Regions from separate parts of the Mus musculus genome. Here regions 2, 3, 4, 5, 6 and 7 are each linked to region 1. A link is a contact called in public HiChIP or PLAC-seq and promoter capture Hi-C data. All regions are on one chromosome and are shown on one strand. The core of a region is the stretch at or near the end of the contact, and the rest is flanking DNA. Distances in the headings are between cores, read along the strand shown.

Region 1 (2,700 bases), core at 31-2,530:
ATGCTTAACGAGAAAAAGGTCAGGAGTGTCCCGGAAGGAGGGGATGGAAAAGGAAGCTAGGCTTCAGTGGTCAAGTGCAGTGGTGTCAGGTTGACTGCAGGTCAGAGGACAGGAACCCCACTCTATCTTTAGTAAACTGCAGTTCAGAGCTACCAGTGGCTTTTATTACATTATTCTTTTGAGGCACAGTAACTGTTTCTGCTACCAAAACACAAACGCACAGCTGTCTTTTTTGTTTATGTAACCGTCCTCACCTGAACACTCAAGAGAGCTCCATTCATCTTTTAAAAAATATGAATCTGGGGCTGGTGAGATGGCTGAACGGTTAAGCGTGTCAACTGCTCTTCCAAAGGTCCTGAGTTCAAATCCCAGCAACCACATGGTGGCTTACAACCATCCGTAACGAAATCTGATGCTCTCTTCTGGAGTGTCTGAAGACAGCTACAGTGTACTTACATATAATAAATAAATAAGTATTTTTTAAAAATATGAATGTGGGTGGTGGTGGTCCATGCACCTTTAATTCCAGCACTTGGAGGCCAGGGGCAGATGGAGCTCAGTGAGTTCGAGGCCAGCCTGGTCTACAGAGCAAGTTCCAGGACACTCGGGCCTACACAGGAAAAACCTTTAAATGAAATATAATGTCGCCAGGCAGTGGTGGCGCACGCCTTTAATCCTAGCACTTGGGAGACAGGCAGGCGGATTTCTGAGTTCGAGGCCAGCCTGGTCTACAGAGTGAGTTCCAGGACAGCCAGGGCTACACAGAGAAACCCTGTCTCATAAATAAGTAAATACATAAATTAAATGTCATACACATTTCTGAGGAGTCTGGGAAGGCGAAATTTATTCACTTCTGAGAGTCTGTTCGCTCCTAACACCATGTGGGTCTGCAGGATTGAACCAAGCTGTCAGGCTTGGAGGCAAGTATCTTTACATACCGAACTCTCTTTAAAGACGCCTCCACCCCATCCTCAGCCCAGACCCTTTTTACTGGACCCGTCGGTTCCCGGAGCACACACTCTGTCTTCCTTGCGCCCTTCTGCTCACACCTTAGAAGTGGAACTGAGGCTCCAAGGACTAGACCGGGGTAAGCCCCCATACAACGAGGAGCTCAGCTCCGTTGCCTTTTCACGGGACCAGCTCTGCCCATAACCGCAGCTTTCTGGGCGTCACTGAACGCTCCACGCTTGCACTGGGCTTCCTGGCGTTCTTGTGAACATCCGGGTCACTCTCTCATACGGACCAATGAGCGGAGGGTCTTGAGTCAGGGGGCGGACCCTAGGTGGTACAACATGGCGGCGCTCGGCACGCAGCTTCCGTGACCTGTAGCCGAGCCTCTTGTGTTTGTAGCTGAGTTTGGTTGGGCGCGGGCACCGCCTTGGGGCAGCAGCCGGAGAGGGAGCCATGGGGACAGTGCACGCCCGGGTGAGAGGCCCCCGCGGCGGCTGGGCGGGACACGCGCGCCTGGGGCAAGGGCGGCAGCGAGGGTGTGGGAGCTGCTTTGGGCCGGAGGCTGTCTGTCGCGGTCGGGAGGGCAGTGGTGACTTGCCCAAGGTCATTCAGCGGAATTTCCCCAGGTGACCTTACAGCACCAAGGCTTGGAAGAAGGGTTTGTCAGAAGACAAGACACAACAAGTTATTTTGCAGCCTTGTTTTACAGTTTCCAGTTACTATTATGTGCACCAGTGTGTGCGCGCGCGCGCGTGTGTGTGTGTGTGTGTGTGTGTGTGCGCGCGCACTTTGTGTGCATAGCCCGTGGAGGCCAGAAGGGGGCAATTGATCCCCTGAAACTGTAGTTCCAGAGAGTTGTGAGCCTCCTTATAGGTGTCAGGAACCACTCTGGTCCTCTGCAAGAGCAGTACCTGCTGAACCCATCGCTCCAACCCAGCACTATTGCTTAAAAAGGGGTGTGTGTGTGTGTGTGTGTGTGTGTGCATGCATGTGGAGGTCAGAAGACAACAGCTGGAGTCAGTTTTCTCCTACTTTGTGGTGTGGAAACTGGGGAATGGAACTCTGGTGATTAGGCCCTAAGGGGCGAGTGCCTGTGCCTGCCGATCTGTCCTCACTTTTGAGTTGGCTTTCATTGAGTTGGCAACCTGGAATTGGGCAGAATGAGCTCCCTCCCCATAAATGGGCAGAGCAAACTATAGAAGACCCTTGTGCTGTCTCAGCATCTCCTCCATCCCTATTTCTGACTTTGGCTTTGTAGCCCAGGCTAGCCTCATATTAGTAGTCTTGTCTAAGCTTCTGACGAGCATGTGTCAGTATCTCGGGCAAGCACTCACTGAGCTATATCCATAGATCTCTTCAACTATTTTCCTTCACTAGGCTGTCAGGGCCAGCCTGGAGCTCAGTCTGTAGTCCAGGCTGGCCTTGAATTTGGAATCCTTCATACCTTTGAGTAGCTGGGCTTATAGATCCAGTAGCTAGGCATGGCACTACACACCCTTAATCTCAGCACCCAGGAGGCAGATACAGTGAATTTGTTGTGAGTTCAAGTCCAGCCCTGTCTATGCAGTGAATTTTAGGCCAGCGAGAGCTATATAGTGAGGCCCTGTCTAAAAACAAAACAAAACAAACACTACGTAGTGAGAGAATCCCCATTGGTAAACAGGTCCTGGAGGATACTGAGCTGTGGCAGAAGTGTGAACCACAGTGACATCTGCCCTCCAGATTGTGGGGCTGGTGGCCTCTGGAGGA
Region 2 (2,700 bases), core at 34-2,533, 660 kb after region 1:
GGGGGGGGGGCGAGCAGGCGAGCCCCGAGCCCCGCATCCCCACCACCCACTGCCTGGCGGACCAAGCCGACCCCAACGCGCCCCAACTTTCCGGGACCGCTTTCCTCACACGGGCCACCGTGCAATGTCGCGCGAAGCAGCTTACCTGTGGCTGCCGCCTCATTGGGGCAGCTCCCGGGGCGGGGCGGGGGCCGAGGCCACCCGGCGGCGCGCCCCGAGCCGTGCAAGTTTGCAGGCCGGGGTGCGGGTGCGAGTGAGTGTAAGAGTGTGTGCCGGGGGAGGGGGGACGAACAAAGAGCCAAGTAAACACGGCGAGTCCGTGTCGAGCAAAGCTCATAAATATTCAAGTCGCGTCCTAATCTCCCCAACACACACACGCGCACGCCGCAATATCACTCGGGCACCGGCCGCCTCTCGCCGGAGTCACAATCGCCAAACTACTTTTGCTAACAGTGAGGGTCGGTGCCGGGCTGGGCCCGGAGCAGGAGGCTAGGAGCTGGCCGGTCCATGCACCCTGTTCCCTGGGCAGCTCTAGGAGGGTCCCCTTTCCGGTCGCCCGAGTTGTGCAAACGGGGCAGTGGCAGAGAAGACGCCACGCTGGGGTCCCACGAACCCTGGATCTGCAAACAGTGCTGGATCGCACGGAAGCGAGGGGGAGAGGGAGAACTAAGGGTTCCATCCCAGCCCCGGGACATGTTCCAGGAAGGGGCCTGCTTCCAGCACCCCTGAGACCAAGAGTTAGATACGGAGCTTCGATCCCTCTCGCCTCCACTCCCCGGGCCACTAAGGCTCCCCGGTCCAGTATCCGGGACTACCTACCTGGTGGCGCGCGAGTTCCACCGCGAGCGCCTCGGACCGGCTTTGCAGCTCCATCGCCGCAACTTGGGCAGCACTTTGCGCTCACTTTGGCCGGAGCTCGCAGGAAGTTGTGCGGCTCGGCGGGAACCAGACCGGGAGAGCTCGGATCCGGTGTCCCGGGCACAGAGAGACACGAGTTCCCTCCTGCAGCGCCGATAGGAAAGGAGGCTGACGAGAGGGAAGAAAGGCGAGCTGGCGCCCAACTCTTCCGGCTGCCGCTAAGTTGCGCCGGGTGCCCGGGCTGCCTGCGCCGCCCGGCGCATGGCCCCCAGGCGCCGGGAGCCCCGCGCAGCCCCCCAGCGCGCGCCCTGTCGCCGCCCGCGCCAGCTGACCGCCGGCAGGGACTATATTTCCTCCGGCGCGCGCGCCTGGATCTCGCTGGGGCCGCGGCAAAGTTGTGCCTCGGCACGATGCTAATTCGGCAGTGCCCGGATGGAGCGGGCCGGGGCGGCAGGAGGCGGTGCCGGGAACCCGCTGCCCGCCCCGCCCCGCCCCGCCCGGCCCGCGCGTGCGCATTGCGTTCGGCCCAGCGACCAGGCTCAGGAAACAAAAGTGGCGGCTGAGCGGAGCGCAAAGTCGCGGCTCTGAGATCTGGGCGCCCGAGCGATCTCCTCGGTGCGCAGCCGAGAGCACGGGGAGCAGGGAATGCTTTCACAGTCCCACTCCCGGAGCGACAATTCCCGCAGCAAACTGAGATGCCACCCTCCTGCTTCTTGCACCTCCTCCCTCCTCCGCTTCCCCTTCTCGCCTCGCTCTCCGGTTTTATTTAAATCACCCGGTCCTCTCCCGCAGCGCCTAGCACTGAGACTGGGGAACTAAATCAGTCCTGTCGCCGGAGTCCCAGCGCCTAATGGCCGCTGTGGTATTTAAATAGTATGAAAACTGATCTCTTGATTGGTCCTTTAATGATTTTTTTTACACTCACAATTAAACTCTCAACAGATGTCCCTAGACTTTTTTTTTTCCAGACAGTTGTTAAAAATCGTAAACACGACAGGTCAGTGTGACATAAAGCAATCATAACTACAGCTGCGGAGATGACATTTCAGAATTCCCAGTCCCGGGGCCGGGGTCAACGTCTCAGAGATTACTGCGGCGGAGTTTCCTGTCCTCATCAATTAATGTCGGGGCTTTGTGCCCTGCTGGGCGCTAGCACACTAGTGTGTTTCAAAGAGGCCAGGGAAAGGGGGGCCTCTGTGTCAGAGTAACCGTGAATTGATAGAGACTCATAACTAACTCTTTCCGTGGGTCACAAGAAAAGGAGGAAGGAAGGAAAGAAAAGAAAACTCAGGCACACCAGTCAGAAATGTCTCTTCAATGGATGCCAACAGTCTACATATTTCCTTTACCCCTCAGGAGAAATCTCTCTCTCTCTCTCTCTCTCTCTCTCACACACACACACACACACACACACCAGAACACCAGTGTTGTTAGAGCCATATACAGTATTGGTCACAGTCGACAAAGATGACAACGATCTAACTGGCTGACTAAACTGGTTCCTCCCACTTCTGGGTTAGACTCAAGTCAAGACAATGTCTCCCACTCCCCATTTTTTCTTTCAACCCCCCCCCCCATTTTGTAGTTAGAGGTGCAGAGGATCCAGGGGCTGGAGCATACTAGGCAAGCCTCTGTTACAGGAGCCATGCTCAAAGCTCCACTCATGTCTTTTGCTGGGGAGGACAGCAGCCTAGGTGAAGACTGGTGTTTGGAGGACCAGGAGGGGCATGTGCTGGCCAAGAGACTCCCTCCTGTGATTTCTGTAAATGTCATTGGCTTTTGGCAAAAACTCAGGGTTATCTTTCTGGCCATGTGGTCCTTTCATCAACAGGGTAGACTTTC
Region 3 (2,700 bases), core at 57-2,556, 840 kb after region 1:
ACTCCTCAGCTCCTAGCCTACAGTCTCCTTGAACAACTTCCTTCCTGTAACCCGGGAACTTCTCCAGTGTCACAGGTTCAAGTCTTAGGACCCTTTATGGAAGCAGGAGCTTGTGAACTAAATTGCATCACATGTAAATTGTTCAGTCTAGTAGTGGGAAGCCCAGACCTTTGAAGCCAATGCATGGTTGGTATTGCCAATACAACTTCTCTGGGCTTCCTCCTCTCCTGCTGTTAATTGCAGTAAATGGGGTGCCATCCTCATGGGAGATGTCCTGAGGACTGAAAAAAACATTTTCTCAAAGGCCAGCTACTTAGTAGGTACCCAGACTCAGGTGTTCAAACCACTGTTCTGGGCTCTGGTGCCACAAATTTCAAGCTGGCCAGGTAGTGATTTTGTATACCTTACACCCACAGAGTAGGTGGAACTCTGTGAGCTTGAGGCCAGCCTGTTCTACAGCGCTAGTTCTAGGACAGCCAAAGCCACATAAAACCCTGTCTCAAAAAGAAAAGAACAAAAACCCAGGTTTTATTACACATGCATTTTTCTTATGGGGCTGAAGGGATGCTTACAGCAAACCCATGTAGAAAAAAAGGAGCCAGAGGTAGAGGAAGTCCAAATAACTTGCCTGGGCAGGCCGACCTGGGAAGATGAGGAAGAGGAAATAGGCTTTGATCCATCCCAGCCTTATTTAGAGAAAGGAGAGGTGTCATTGACTTTTAAAGGTCCTCATGCTGAGTGCTCCAGCGCAGAGCCCACCCACGTGTACTCTCGAACGTTCGGGGTGGGCACTGAGTTCACCCGATTAACAGGTGCTGAACCTGGGTACATATGCTCATTAGTCCCTGGATCTAAGCCCAAGCTAGACGTGTCCAAGAGGCACATCGGAAGGGCCAGACGCCTACTCTGACACGTGGTAAGGGAGTCGGTCACTGCGGGGAGGACGTGAAGCATGCTAGGCTGGGGAAGGGCACAGGCTGTACAGCCTGTGGCTTGAGGTAGATGGAGTGAGCCCGGCTGGAAGTGGTTGCCCAAGGGTGGTTCCGGCCGAGCTCAACGCCTTCTGCGTTTCCGCGGGGCTGTCCAGGCGTGCAGATGGGGAAACTGAAGACAAAACAGCGCTGGGAAGACTGGCCGCGAGACATTCAGTCTCTTAAGACCAGGCTCATCGTGGACACGACAGCACAGTCCGTGGGTCCAATCGTAGCTTCTCTTGGGGGCGGGACGCGTCGTGGCCACGCCCCTTCGGGCGGGGCTTCCCGTTGCCGCGGGGCCGTTGATTTCAGGGCGGAACGTTCGCGCGGGCAGTGCGCGCGCGCGGGGGGAAGGCCTTGAGAGAGCGCTGCGGATTCGGCTGGGCAGGCTCGGCGTGGTGCACGCGCAGCGCCATCCGGCGCAGCGCCCGGCGGCTCCACCCAGCCGAAGGGGCGCGACCCGGGTGGGAGGCGGCGAGAGCGCGAGCGACACTGGTGTCTCCGTGGCACGGCAGGTGAGGCGGCGGGTCGGGGCTGGGTGCCAGCGCCTCGCGTCTCCCCAGCCCTCAAAACCCGCCTAGGGTGCCCAGGACCCTAGTGCCCTCTGATGCGCTGGGGACCCTGCCTCCGACATCCCCTGGGCTGCCTGGGTCCGCGGCCACCTGTGGACCTGATTACCTTCCACACCTAGAAAACCTCACCATCCTCCAGATTTCCCTCAGACTCAGCACACAGACCTCGGCGGCTTCAGGGCCCGAGACCGTTATATCTTCTCCAGAAGTCCAACAGATCCCCTCTGGTCCAACTCCAAAGCTTCGGGTCTCCAGGCCCATAGACTCCCATCCTTTCTTGGGTGGAGAGGCCTTCAGACCCACCTATCCCTAGAGACCTTCCTTCCTAGGATCTCCTGCCTCCTGCTCTCTATCTTGAGGTCCACAGAGCTTTTCAGCTTCTACTAGAGTGTTCTTGAGGTTTGTGAATTGTAAATAGGGATAAAAGTAGCACCATCTGATAGGTCAACAGAGGACCACGCATAACCAAAGAGGAGGTGGGATGTGGGGCTTCGCATGTGCGTTTGTTTTCACCGTGCAGTGGAGGCTGGTGTGGGACCGACTCATTGTGGAGAATGGCAGCGCTGGGAGTAACGGGAGTTGGGCAGTCAAAGCTCTTTTAGATTGTGCCCTCAATGTGTGGTAGTTTCTGTTACCACACACAGCCCACCAAAACCAGTCCAGGAAAGTAAAGCTTGATTACAGTGGTCTAATTGATGGGACGAAGGTAAACTAAAGGTCCATCTTTCTGGGATCCTGATTTAAGGGTGGCTGTCTTCCCTGAGGTGGAGGTTTGGGGCCAAATGGTACACATCTTATCATTTTCAGTCCTGGAAATCTCTAGAACAAGGATTATCCTTTCCTCGGGCTATTGTCATTGATAAACAGTCCTTGACTTGCTTGCTACACCGGCAGTCTGGTACCCTGAGGTAAAGCCCCAAGAAAGAACATGGCCTGATGATTGTGAAAGGCAAGGGCCAGGCATTTTTAAAGAGGGAGTGGATACCCTCTGCGGCCCAGTGCTGGGTGCTGGAGGCAGATGACACAGCTCCAGCTGGTAAGGGTTGGGAGGTGGGGATTAGCCAAGTTGGTGGTACTTAAGAGTGCCTTCAAGGCAGCTGGGGCTTGGGGGTTCTAGAGAGTAGCTGGGGTGAGGGAAGGGGATGCAAGAGGTA
Region 4 (2,700 bases), core at 200-2,699, 800 kb after region 1:
GGTGGCTGTACCTGCCTGACAAGAGAACTTTGCTGAGGTGAGCTGGGCTAGACCCTGCTGCCTAAGAAGGCCAGGTGCTAAAAAAGTCTCCTTCAAAAAAAAAAAAAAAAAAAGAATTGAAATTCACTTCTGCTTTTCACAGAGCCTCCCGGGCGTGGCCTACCAAGGGACCCTGAGTTCCAGGTGTTACCCTCTCCCTCTGCTACTGTGGTCCTACCAGGGTACCAGGGTACACTTCCACTTTGGAGCACTGACAGGATCTAGAAGGCTGTTACTTCCCTCAAAGAGAACTCAAGCCCTGACAGGGAGGTGGGGGTGAGGGGACACAACATAGAATGAAGTCATTCCTTACATGAAGAAGGGAGGGGTCTTTTTTTTTTTTTTTAGAGAAAATGACAAGCCCAAGATTATAGGGGAGGGGGTTTCTGCCACATGGTTCTGGGCAAATGTATCAGTTATGCATTACCTCACATCCAAGACGACCCCACCCACACCTCCCAGGCCCTTTCAAACAATGAGACACCCCCACCCCACCCAGCAGCTGAATGACTCCTTAGACCAGAATCACACCCGGAGAGGCTGTAGCAAATCCCTGATTCCAGTGCTAAGTAGGTGGGTCAAGGGGCAGAGGCCCAACAGGTCCCTTGTAGAGCTAATGGACAAGAGGACCTTTAGGTGCAGAAAGACAAAGGCTACAGCAATCAAGAGCCGCGGTCTTCCATGTGGGCTGGGGAATGTGGTCAGGGCACACTGCCTTGAACTCTGAACTCAAGGGCCTCCCAAAATCTCACGCCCACACTCCCTGCAGCAGCAGTGGGGCCCCCAGATCTTCCAGGAGAAGGAAGAAGAGTTAAGGAACCACGAAGAGGAAGAAGGAGCTGGGACAGATATCCTGGCGGTCAGAGGAAGATAGGGACGCGGAGACACAAGGATCGGGGTTCTGTGGTACCAAAAAGACACTGAGACTTGGGGTCCCGAAAGACAGAGCCCAGGGCGGTGGGGATGCACGGAGGGCAAGGAGCACAGGGGGACTAGCGGAGGTGGACTCGCGCGGACACTCACGCGCGCGCCCGTCCCCGTCACTCACCCAGGCCGCAGACCTCACGGCGCAGGCTAAGGCGTCCGCGCTCCTCGGCTATGGCGCGCAGCATGTGCTGCAACGAGCGCTCCTCCGCTTCGCTGCTGTCCACGGACTCCCGGGAGGCGGCCGGCCCAGCCCGGAGCCCCGCGGGCGCGGACGCCGAGGCACAGGCCCTGCCCGGCGGCCGCGCGGAGGCCATGCCGGGCCCCGGCTCATCGCCCGCGCCGCGCCCGCGGGGGCCACCGACACGCCCCGCCGCCCGTGCCCCGCTGCCGCCCGCCGCGAGCACCAGTGAAGCCACAATCCGCTTTTGTGTGCGTCGCCGCCGCCGCCGTCGCCACCGCCGACCTCGGAGCACAGCGGAGCACTGCGATCCTCAGCTCCGCCACCGCCCGCCCGCGCGCGCTCGACACCGCCCAGGCCCCACCCCCGACGCGGGCCCGCCCCCAAACCCGCCCTTTCCCCGCCCCCGACACGCAAAGGCCCTGCCTCATACTCCTAAAACTCCGCCCAGATCTCTGGGCAAGGCGGTGAGTCGTCCCTGGTCCTGGCCCCGCCTACTTCCTTGCGACCAGCTGCTGCCAACTTCAAAAGCCCATCGCGTCCTCGCTCCAACCTGTCGCGTGACGTTCTCGTCATCTCATTCCCACACCTTCCTTGGCCTGCTGACCTTCCCTGCTGCCCGTGTTCCCCAACCCTGAGTCCACTTTCTCCCGCCCCCCGCCCCCCCTCCAGTAGAGTCACGCCTCTGAGCCGCCCCCTCTGCGCCTCACTGATTTTGCGCTTTGTCACCGCCCTGTGCATTCCCTGAAGCCTCCAGCACACCAGCTCTGCTTATTTCTGTCTGAACCTTCCAAGTAGGTTCTGCTAAAAACTTGCTTCACAAAACTCAACAAGAAGTTACCACCTCCTTTCGGAGGTCTCCTGGGACGCCTCAGTTTCCTCTGCTGAACACTTAGGAAAAGGGGTCAGAGAGTTGCTTCCTGTCTTAGCTCCTGTGCTGACTAGAGGCCAGAGGTGGATCAGATCAGCTTGCATGTGATCCTAATTAAAGGCCAAGGTCCAGCTGGGCATCCATCCCTGTGCTAAAAGAGGAAGATGCAGGGAGCAGCCGCCAGAAGCCACGTTCTGAACTCACTCGGTGGTCCTTTCCCAGGACCAGGGTAGGTGACCATGCACTGCTGGTCTCAGCCAGTTACATTTCCAGTGTCAAATTCTCACAATCATGCTAAGCATAAAGTTCTGTCTGCCCCGACTCTTCTTCACCCTGTCTGGGATACCCTTCTCCTAGTCTCCTGTCTCCTTTGGATCCCAGTGTCCTCCAATACATTTCCTCAAAAACAAACAAACTATATCTTGCCTGCCTCCTGTTCTATTATTCCTAGGCACAGCATCCTTACCACTCCCCTGACATCACACTGCATAGCTGTAGGAGGCGTCTCAGAAAACCAGCCCCTTTCCCTTGGGCTTCCCAGTCCTCAGAATGGTTTAAGCCTCCCGTCTGTGACATTGCACCATGGCAGCTCTAACTAAGACACTGTGTATTCCTCAGGCCTGGCTTCTGACAACTGTATTCCCAGCGCCCAATAAATGCAGGCTGTGTGATGGAGACTGGAGAG
Region 5 (2,724 bases), core at 193-2,692, 600 kb before region 1:
GTACCCTCTTATCGTCACTAATAAATGGGGGTCCAGTTCTACCTCAGCACTGGCCTGAGATCAAGGCAAGTCTGCAGAAAGTAGCAGTGCGGAGGAGGGCCCAACACCACGTGAGCAGAGAACTTAGTGACAGGGAGTAAGTAACCCTCTGTAAGGAGGTGCCACTGACAGATGAGCCTCGACCAATGATGTAGTAATATCTGATAATCAGACTGAAGTAGAGAAATCACTTAATACTCCACCTACCAAACCGGTCACTACAGCTGCTTGCCCTGGGGCTGACGGCCAGTTATAACCTCACGGTATTGCCCAGGACCATCAACAATGTAACACTAGCACAAGGCTGGCTCCTCCTCTTTTACTGTCCCACAGGGCTAAGGATTGAGGCGCCTCCCAACCGCCAGCATGCTATAGTGAGCTGCAGTACAGCCCTACGTATAGGCTTAACCAGGAAATATCTGGCCCATACACAGTGTGGAACTAGATCAAAGAGGGTAAGCCTACCCCATTGAGAGGCACCGGGGAATCCTAGCTTTTGGACTCTCCCAGTCACCTGAAGGCTTAGTGGGTCTCAGATAGGAGGTGGTGTCCTGTGAAAAACCAAGCTCTTGCTTCGCAAAAGACCCTCCGCCCAGCCTAGCAGCTGCTGTCTTCATCACCCAAACCCTGTTCTCCGACGGAAGAAGCCGGGCACCCCGTGGAAGCCTAGCTCAGGTGAAGGATGGAGCCATTCTCTCAAAAGATGGGGGAGACCTTCTAAACCCTCTCTTAGCGTCGTCTCCATGTCTCAGGGCCTCCATTCTCTTTAGTGTACAAAGGGAGACCTGCTACTCACGCCGTGGGAAACAACTCCACAGAGTTCTACGGACTAAGCAGAGCTGCACAGAGCTGACTGAAATGATGCCGGTGTAGCTTGAATCTAACAGGAGCTCCTGCATCCGCCGGAGCCTCAGTTTCCTCATCCGTAAGTGGAGTCGCGAGTTCTACTCTTAATATATCAACCGAGGCGTTGGGATGCTGCGAGCCAAGCGCATGCCGGTTTGCAGGTCCCTGCGCATCCTCGGCGGGCCCATAACCCTGCAGGATGGCGGCACAGGCGCATCTCTCGGCCTGTACCCTTCTGACTCCCAGGTACATCCTGCTCCTGAACTTATAAGTGGCTCCCCTTCAGAGCTGCTGAGCTGTGCTCCCCACTCGACCGCATAGCCTGCCCGCAGCCCGTGCCATCTCGTACCTCGTGCTCCAGCTTGTGCAGAAGGCGGCCCCATAGTCGCTCTGGGACTCCCGAGGCGCGCAGCGTAGGGCCGTGCAGCGACACGAACTCGTCCAGCAGCCGCGCGTTCAGCCTCTCGGCGCGGCCGGGACTGCCAGGCTGCGGCCCGGACTGGATCTCCATAGTGCTCGGAAGAGCACGGCGCCGCCCACCGCAGGATTTAAGCGGACGGCGCGCACGCGCCTGCGTCCTGGGTTGCGAGGTTCCAAGAGTGCGCACGCGCGCTGGGGGCGTGTCTTCTCCATTCATCCCAGGACTGCCGCGAGGGATTCTGGGAACGCTGCTTAGAAGCCCCAGAGAGTCAGAATCAGGAGAGATTGTCCTCAAGGAGCCGGTGAAGCTGAGATGGGGAGGGGGTCGGGAAGAGGCAGAAGGTGCTCCCCCTTGCGCTGGTTGCAATCTTGTTTCGCCTGAATTTTTTTTTTAATTTTAGTTTAAAATTTTTATTTTTTTATTTTACGTGTGTGAGTGCTTTTATTTTACGTGTATGAGTGTGTATGTAAGTGCATATATGGCTCATGAAGGTTAGGAGACTGCGTCAGGTCCCTTGGAACTGGAATTACACATGGGGTGCTGGGATCCAAACCGGGTCATCTGCAAGAGCAGTTAACTACTAAGCCATTTTCCCAGACTTGTTTTGTTTTATTTTGTTTTGGTGTGTGTGTGTGTGTGTGTGTTTGTGTGTGTGTCACAGCGCACTTGTGGAAAGCAAAGAACAAAACATTGTAGAGTCTGTTCTCTTTCCATTTTTATCAAACGCAAGTCATTAAGATTGCATGGCAAATGCTTTACCACTGAGCCATTTGCTAGGGCTTGGTTATCATCATCATATTGCCACAGGGTCACATTCAGCTCAGACTAATCTGACCAAGAAACTCACTTTGTTTCGAAGGCTGGCCTTGAACCCTTCCTCCCTCCACCTGTCAAGCATTGGGAGACACCAGCGTGTGGGGATCCTAGTTATATCTCAAAGGTGGACAGATCTTTCTAGGGATTGGAGGAGCCTTCTCAGTCCTTGGAATGCCTTGTTGAATTCAAAGGTTGTGATAACTTGGTGTGCCATCAAAAGGGTTATTCCACAAGTGCAGAGATCAGCTTGCCTCTGCCTCCCAAGTGTTGGGATTAAAGGCATAAGTTACCACCTCCAGCCGCTTTCTTGCTTCCTGTCTATCGAGGAAAAGAGAGCCCTAAATTCAGAGAAAGACTCTGTCTCAAGAAATTAAGCAGAGAAAGGCAGATGAGGATACCCAATATCTTCTTTTAGCCTCCACTTGCACATGGCACACTCCCTCCCTGTATGCATGGACTCATATACCCACAAGCCCTCAACAATCAATCAATGACTGCATGGATCATTTCATCATATAATTTGCTAGATGGAGATGAGATAGAGGGTAGTTTAAAATTTTTTTCAATAGATGTATGTGATGGTTTGAATATCCTTGCATAAG
Region 6 (2,700 bases), core at 138-2,637, 820 kb after region 1:
TCTCATGGTCTGATCATTTATCTGTTACTGATAAAGATGTACATTTGACTGGGCTGAGACTTAGAAGCAGATGCTCTCAGCGAGGACAGCCTACATCTTTTGGCGATCTGTTCCTGGCATTTTTTTTCCTTTGGCTTCCTTCGTTCTCTTGGCATATTCTGCAGTCTGCAGCCTCCCCCTTGTTTTCTTTAGCCTGTCGTTTCTTCGGCGAAATACGTTGGCGGCGTTTGTGTTGCAGGACACATGGAGTGACAAGACATGGAGTCTTGGGTGCATTTAAGGGCTTCCTGACAGCATGTTCACAGGCACCATCTTCTTGAGCGAGATCAAAAGTTGGCACAGTTTTGCTAGCTCTTTTGGTCCCCAGTAGCAGAAGCACCGTAGTATCTGTCAATCTAAAAATAGCCTCCCTCTCTCTCTCCCTCTCTCCCTCTCTCTCTCTCTCTCTCTCAGTAATCAAGTCGTGAACATTCAGATTGACATCTTTCCACAAAGTATCTGTGAACACACAATTCCCTTCCCCCATTCGCGTTGGTCATAACAGGAATGCCCCTTACTCAACAGCAGGGTGTTCTGCTGTGGGTCAAGACACTTTGTTTCATGGGAAAACCTTGTTTGTTGTTCCCACCACTGATTGGGGGCCCACAACCCTTCCACTCTTCACCCAGAGCATACCCAGGGCATCATCCCTATTTCTAGGTCTGTGTGTTTCTCATAGGACCAGTGATGTTTGCATTCGAGATCCATGTCAAAGAGCAGTGGCTGGGTATTGTTCAGTTTCATCTTGAAGGAGCCCTCAACTGAAGAGGTACAGCACAAAGGAGCAGGTTTTCTTCTCTTCCGCCCCTCCCCCTTGGTTTTGCTGAGGGAACCCAGGGTCTTACTTGGACCAAGCAAGCATCTACCACTGAGCTGCACTCCAGCCCAGCATCACTATTGCCCGTTGCCTCTCAGGAGGAGGTTCCTGCCCCTTCCTTACCTCCTTGGGCCTCTGTCTTGTACGGCCTGTGAACAGAAAGAGTCACTATCCAGGACTTCATTTTTCCATGACTGTTAATTTTATCAGTATCTGGCACATAGTATGGGCTCATGCTTATGAGAATTAGCGTCTTTGCGGTATAGAAGTTGAGGTCCCAAAGATGCTTATGGGATTAGCATCTCTACTTTGCAGTATAGAAATTGAGGTTCCAGAGATTGCGTTATCTCTGACAACACTGTGAAAACCTCAGCTTAGTTTCTGCACACCTTAGGAGCTTTGCAGAAGACCAAGAGAAGGATCAGAGCTTTAGTTGCTCTGGGCGGGAGGAGCCCAGGACCGGACTGTATGCAAATATCTCAAGGGGAGGCTTCGGATTGGTCCGTTTGAGAGGGGCGGGGCATGCCCTTGCTGGTGACAGGTGAGCGGAGCTGCAGGGAGCAGGTGCGCGTTCTCAGGCAGAGTGCATCGCGAAGGCTCATCTCGGGCGATGCTCCTGCTCTGGGCCCTGCTGGCTCTCGGATGCCTGCGGTGTGGCTGGAGTAAGCCGGGGAGAAGACCTCCAGGGCGTGTCCAGGGAGGCCTGAGGGGAGTGGAGACACTGAGTGGCACTAGGAATCTCATTTAGGGGGTTCAGGAATAGGCGCCTGCATTAGGGACACAGATGTTAGCAGCTGTAGTAATAGAAACTGATGGGAATCCCAGCGCCCACCCTTGGGCTGGCCTCAATTCTGTGATGGTTGTTGCTAGGGAACACCACACAGGGGCTGCAGAGAGCAGACTCACCCAGTCCTGTGGTGACCCCTGAACTGAGGGGAGGTAGAACGGCAAGTTCTTGGAGTGGGAGGGATGTTCCATCCTGGCATTGGCTTGTTGATCCTTATGGCCCGGGCAGATAGTGAGGAGAAGCCTGCAGGGGTTGAAGCTGAGAGTAGACATGAAAAAGCTGTGAACTTCGGGACCTCACTGTCTTTCCTCAGAGACTATGAGGGAAGCCAGTGGGGGAGCCACAAAGGGTCTGAGAGAAAGGAAAACGGATGAGGCTTGCTTGTTAGGGTAGACCGTTCAAGTGAAGAGAGTGAGGGGTGGAGGCAGAGAGACCTTATGGAGACAGCTAGAGGGCAGCAGCTGTCTGACTGAGGTGGGGTAGGGATGTGTCTGCCCAGAATGACCAGCAAGGTGGGCACAGGGAACAGGAGAAAAGTTCATGGGATGACCCATTGGGAGGACCAAACCCAGTACTGGACCTGCAGCAAGGGCCCAGAGGTCAGCTCCTACCCTCATTGCCTTCCCCAGCTGTGAACCTCCAGCCCCAACTGGCCAGTGTGACCTTTGCCACCAACAACCCTACCCTCACCACCGTGGCCTTGGAGAAGCCTCTGTGCATGTTTGATAGCTCAGAGCCACTCAGCGGCTCTTACGAGGTTTACCTCTATGCTATGGTCGACTCAGGTAAGGGACCCGCTTCCCTCCAAAAGCGCCACTTGACAGTCTACGGGGAAGAGGGGGAAAGTGGGGGGTGGGATATTGCATGTCTATGAAGGTCCAGGATGCCTTCACTTATCACTGCTCTCACACACACTGACACCATTGTGGTTGTGGCCCCAGACCTGCCCTTTACCAGGCTGGTGGGAGGGAGCCACACCAGTTTCCCAGCACCAGCCTAGCACCAGCTGCCTTGCCCACTTTAGAGCCACTGTCTGCAAGCAGCATGCAGGGTATTA
Region 7 (2,700 bases), core at 25-2,524, 640 kb before region 1:
TGTTCTTCTGAAGGCCCTGAGGTCAAATTCCAGCAACCACATGGTGGCTCACAACCACCATTAATGAGATCTGACACCCTCTTCTGGTGTGTCTGAAGACAGCTACAGTGTACTTATTTATAATAATAAATAGATCCTTGGGCCAGAGCGAGCAGGGCCAACTGGAGCCAGCAGAGGTCCTAAATTCAATTTTCAACAACCATATGAAGGCTCACAACCATCTGTACAGCTACAGTGTACTCACATACATTAAATAAATAAATAAATCCTTTTTAAAAAATTTATGTGTGTGGCCAGGTGTGGTGGCACATGCCTTTGGTCTCAGCACTTGGTAGGCAGAGGCAAAAGGATCTCCGCGAGTTTGAGGCCAGTATGGTGTACAAAGCGAGTTCAAGATATACAGGGCTGTTACACAGAAAAACCTTGTCTAGAAAAAAACCAAAATAAAGCAATTTATGTGTTTGAATGTTTTGCCTGTTTATATGTTTTGTGCACATGGTGCACATACCTGATACCCGCAGAGGCCATAAAATAGCATCAGATCCCATGGAACTGGAGTTATGGATGGTTGTGAACCTACCACATGAGTGCTAGGAACCGAACCAAGATCCTCTAGCCCAACGCATTCATCTTTAATGTGATATGTTAACTCGGTGCATTAAGTGTGAAGTGTCTGTGTCGTCTAAGATGCAAACTCCCCTGGAGCAGGGATCCTCATTTTGTGCAGTGCGTCTAGAATACTATCAACGAGGACCAGATTGGGGACCAATAAGAACCAGACTGAGGAACCCTGAGACCCAGAAGGCGGGGTCCGGCGCTCGCTCCTCGGCTCACCGCCGGCTGCAGATGATGTAGCTTCTCCACGGCGGCCAGTGAAGCCACAAAGACGGCGGGCTGGCAATGCACTGTGCGGTCCAGGTCCTCCTGGGGCCCCCGCAGGCACAGCTCCAGCAGATCGTAGCCCAGTACCCGGTGCGCGGCCTCGTAGAGCTGCCGCACACGCGGGAGGTGGAGCAGGCCGCTGCCCATGCCGACCGCCTGGCAGCCCTGGCCGGGGAAGAGCAACACGGAGCACTGTGAAGGTGGCCGCCGCCGCGCCACCGCCTCCTGGGCTCCCTCCTCGGCCACGCTGGAGTCCCGCAGCAGCTCCGCCACGTCCACGGCGTCCGGCGGCGGCTCCCGGAGGCTCGAGGCGGCGCGGCGGCCCCAGGAGCGCCAGGCCCACCCGGCCCGAGCTACCCGAGCGCTCATTGCGACGCGCAGAGCCGGTGGTCGTTATCGCTGCGGCTGAGACGCACTGCGGCTGCGCAGCGGGGCGGTCCTTCCTGTATTTCCTGTCGGGTCATCTAGGCAGCCAGTAAAAAAACGTTCCTATGTTACCTACTCATCTTTACCAGCTCTCAAACTATTTGCAGTTGCATGTCGGTCCTGGAGTGGTCCGTGCGTTTCCTTAAACATCTCCAACCAGGAACCGCAGATAGCTTCCATAGTGAGCCTTCAATAGGTATCTACGTACTAAATTGTGCACCACCGTCCAGTAGACCGTGAAAGTGCTGTGGTTGGCTTGGTTTTGCCCATGATTCTGCCAACCGTACTAAGCAAATAGTTCTTGTTGCCTACAAAGCACAGCGAGGTGTCCAAATCATAATAGGAAGCTAGTAAATCTCCGTGCGGTGGAACCAAGTACAAGTCAGATTCGCTTTTTAAATTCCACAGTTTATAGCCGAGTGGTAGTGGCGCACCTTTAATTCCAGCATTTTGAAGGCAGAGGCAGGCGGATCTGAGTTCGAGGCCAGCATCGTCCACAGAGCAGTTCCAGGACAGCCAGGGCTACTCAGAGAAACCCTATCTCAACAAACAAACAAACAAACACATACACACACACACTCAAACAAACATACACACACACACTCAGAGAAGCTCTGTCTCAATAAATAAATAAATCCTCAGTTTACAAACAAGGAGACAAACGTCGTAAAGATTGTGTACTATATGGTTAGTCACAGAATGGCACTGGAAGTTGTGCTTATGCAGTCTCTGAGAGCTATTGTGAGTCTGGGTCACACTGATCCTTACCTGAGCCCTGCACCCCTTTTCCAGAACTCTGATCTGTTCTCATTTCCTGCCAGTCTCTGCTAAGGTGCCCAGGAAATCCATCCCCGCCCCCACCTCAATACTCACCACAGCCTTTACAATGAGAAGATCTATTTGGAGGTATGTCTCAGTTTGCTCTGGCTGGCATACCAATGCCATAGACTTAAGGGCTTAATAATCGAAATTATATGTCAGAGTTCTTGAGGCTGAAAAGTCCAAGATCAAGCTCAGCACTTGCAGATTCAGTGTCTGGAAAGAATCTGTTTCATGGCTTGCAGATAACTAACTCTTCTGTATCCAAACCCGGGTGCCCTAGCCCTAACTCTGTTAGTATACAGGCAGTTCCACTGGCCTTCACTCAGGGACCTAGCAACTGCTTACCTCATTACCGGCCTTAGCCAGCTGTGCCAGGTGTGTTACAGCCACCCCAGCTCTCTCCGTCTTTGCATTCCCTCTTTGTTCAGAATGTTTCCTCTTTCTCTTTCTGCTCCCCCATCTTTGCCTCCCTGTCTACATGGCGATTTCCCTGGCCTCGTTTTCTGAGACCGGTGAACCTGTTCGAGAGCTGCCCACAATAAACCAGCTTTTATACTTTTAATTGGGCTT

What was found. Promoter capture Hi-C pulls out the DNA fragments that hold promoters and counts their contacts. HiChIP or PLAC-seq counts read pairs in DNA pulled down with a chosen protein or histone mark. Capture Hi-C pulls out chosen DNA fragments and counts their contacts.
Region 2: a promoter capture Hi-C map of pre-B cells shows a contact between it and region 1, with 5 times the contacts expected there. The contact joins the promoter of Phf21b here to the promoter of Samm50 in region 1. A contact is called at or near these places in 3 of 39 promoter capture datasets (hippocampal neurons, liver and pre-B cells), 2 of 484 Hi-C or Micro-C datasets (cerebral cortex and embryonic stem cells), 1 of 115 datasets of contacts at active chromatin or transcription factors (memory CD8 T cells) and 1 of 9 other capture datasets (liver).
Region 3: a promoter capture Hi-C map of liver shows a contact between it and region 1, with 2.8 times the contacts expected there. The contact joins the promoter of Fam118a here to the promoter of Samm50 in region 1. A contact is called at or near these places in 3 of 39 promoter capture datasets (the 3T3-L1 cell line, the C10 cell line and pre-B cells), 3 of 484 Hi-C or Micro-C datasets (the G1E-ER4 cell line and regulatory T cells), 2 of 115 datasets of contacts at active chromatin or transcription factors (effector CD8 T cells and memory CD8 T cells) and 2 of 9 other capture datasets (liver and pancreatic islet).
Region 4: a contact with region 1 is called in a promoter capture Hi-C map of pre-B cells, with 2.5 times the contacts expected there. The contact joins the promoter of 5031439G07Rik here to the promoter of Samm50 in region 1. A contact is called at or near these places in 2 of 39 promoter capture datasets (the C10 cell line and pre-B cells), 2 of 484 Hi-C or Micro-C datasets (both in the G1E-ER4 cell line), 1 of 115 datasets of contacts at active chromatin or transcription factors (bone marrow-derived macrophages) and 2 of 9 other capture datasets (adipose tissue and pancreatic islet).
Region 5: a promoter capture Hi-C map of 3T3-L1-derived adipocytes shows a contact between it and region 1, with 4 times the contacts expected there. The contact joins the promoter of Ttll12 here to the promoter of Samm50 in region 1. A contact is called at or near these places in 9 of 39 promoter capture datasets (the 3T3-L1 cell line, 3T3-L1-derived adipocytes, HPC-7-derived erythroid cells and 4 more), 2 of 484 Hi-C or Micro-C datasets (both in the G1E-ER4 cell line) and 5 of 115 datasets of contacts at active chromatin or transcription factors (bone marrow-derived macrophages, embryonic forebrain, embryonic stem cells and 2 more).
Region 6: a promoter capture Hi-C map of hippocampal neurons shows a contact between it and region 1, with 2.0 times the contacts expected there. The contact joins the promoter of Upk3a here to the promoter of Samm50 in region 1. A contact is called at or near these places in 1 of 39 promoter capture datasets (hippocampal neurons) and 1 of 9 other capture datasets (liver).
Region 7: an H3K27ac HiChIP or PLAC-seq map of microglia shows a contact between it and region 1, with 4 times the contacts expected there. The contact joins the promoter of Mcat here to the promoter of Samm50 in region 1. A contact is called at or near these places in 1 of 39 promoter capture datasets (trophoblast stem cells), 1 of 484 Hi-C or Micro-C datasets (muscle stem cells) and 2 of 115 datasets of contacts at active chromatin or transcription factors (extraembryonic endoderm stem cells and microglia).

What each region holds. Positions count from the first base shown.
Region 1 is chr15:84,190,960-84,193,659 of GRCm38.p6, forward strand. It overlaps Samm50 (SAMM50 sorting and assembly machinery component), which reads left to right and starts at 1,281. Exons shown (of 15, transcript NM_178614.5): 1 at 1,281-1,425. The coding sequence starts at 1,405.
Region 2 is chr15:84,854,846-84,857,545 of GRCm38.p6, forward strand. Phf21b (PHD finger protein 21B) reads right to left here and starts at 1,284. Exons shown (of 13, transcript NM_001081166.2): 1 at 820-1,284. The coding sequence starts at 873.
Region 3 is chr15:85,035,756-85,038,455 of GRCm38.p6, forward strand. Fam118a (family with sequence similarity 118, member A) reads left to right here and starts at 1,307. Exons shown (of 9, transcript NM_133750.4): 1 at 1,307-1,489.
Region 4 is chr15:84,986,522-84,989,221 of GRCm38.p6, forward strand. It overlaps 5031439G07Rik (RIKEN cDNA 5031439G07 gene), which reads right to left and starts at 1,450. Exons shown (of 10, transcript NM_001033273.3): 1 at 1,088-1,450. The coding sequence starts at 1,151. It overlaps Gm39558 (a long non-coding RNA gene), which reads left to right and starts at 1,514. Exons shown (of 4, transcript XR_875533.1): 1 at 1,514-1,611; 2 at 2,634-2,700.
Region 5 is chr15:83,593,715-83,596,438 of GRCm38.p6, forward strand. It overlaps Ttll12 (tubulin tyrosine ligase-like family, member 12), which reads right to left and starts at 1,443. Exons shown (of 14, transcript NM_183017.2): 1 at 1,235-1,443. The coding sequence starts at 1,396. It overlaps Gm52182 (a long non-coding RNA gene), which reads left to right. Exons shown (of 2, transcript XR_003951515.1): 2 at 623-1,732.
Region 6 is chr15:85,015,754-85,018,453 of GRCm38.p6, forward strand. Upk3a (uroplakin 3A) reads left to right here and starts at 1,388. Exons shown (of 6, transcript NM_023478.2): 1 at 1,388-1,518; 2 at 2,273-2,428. The coding sequence starts at 1,467. Gm52194 (a long non-coding RNA gene) reads right to left here. Exons shown (of 3, transcript XR_003951558.1): 2 at 1,763-1,901; 3 at 1,391-1,559.
Region 7 is chr15:83,554,437-83,557,136 of GRCm38.p6, forward strand. It overlaps Mcat (malonyl CoA:ACP acyltransferase (mitochondrial)), which reads right to left and starts at 1,275. Exons shown (of 4, transcript NM_001030014.2): 1 at 835-1,275. The coding sequence starts at 1,251.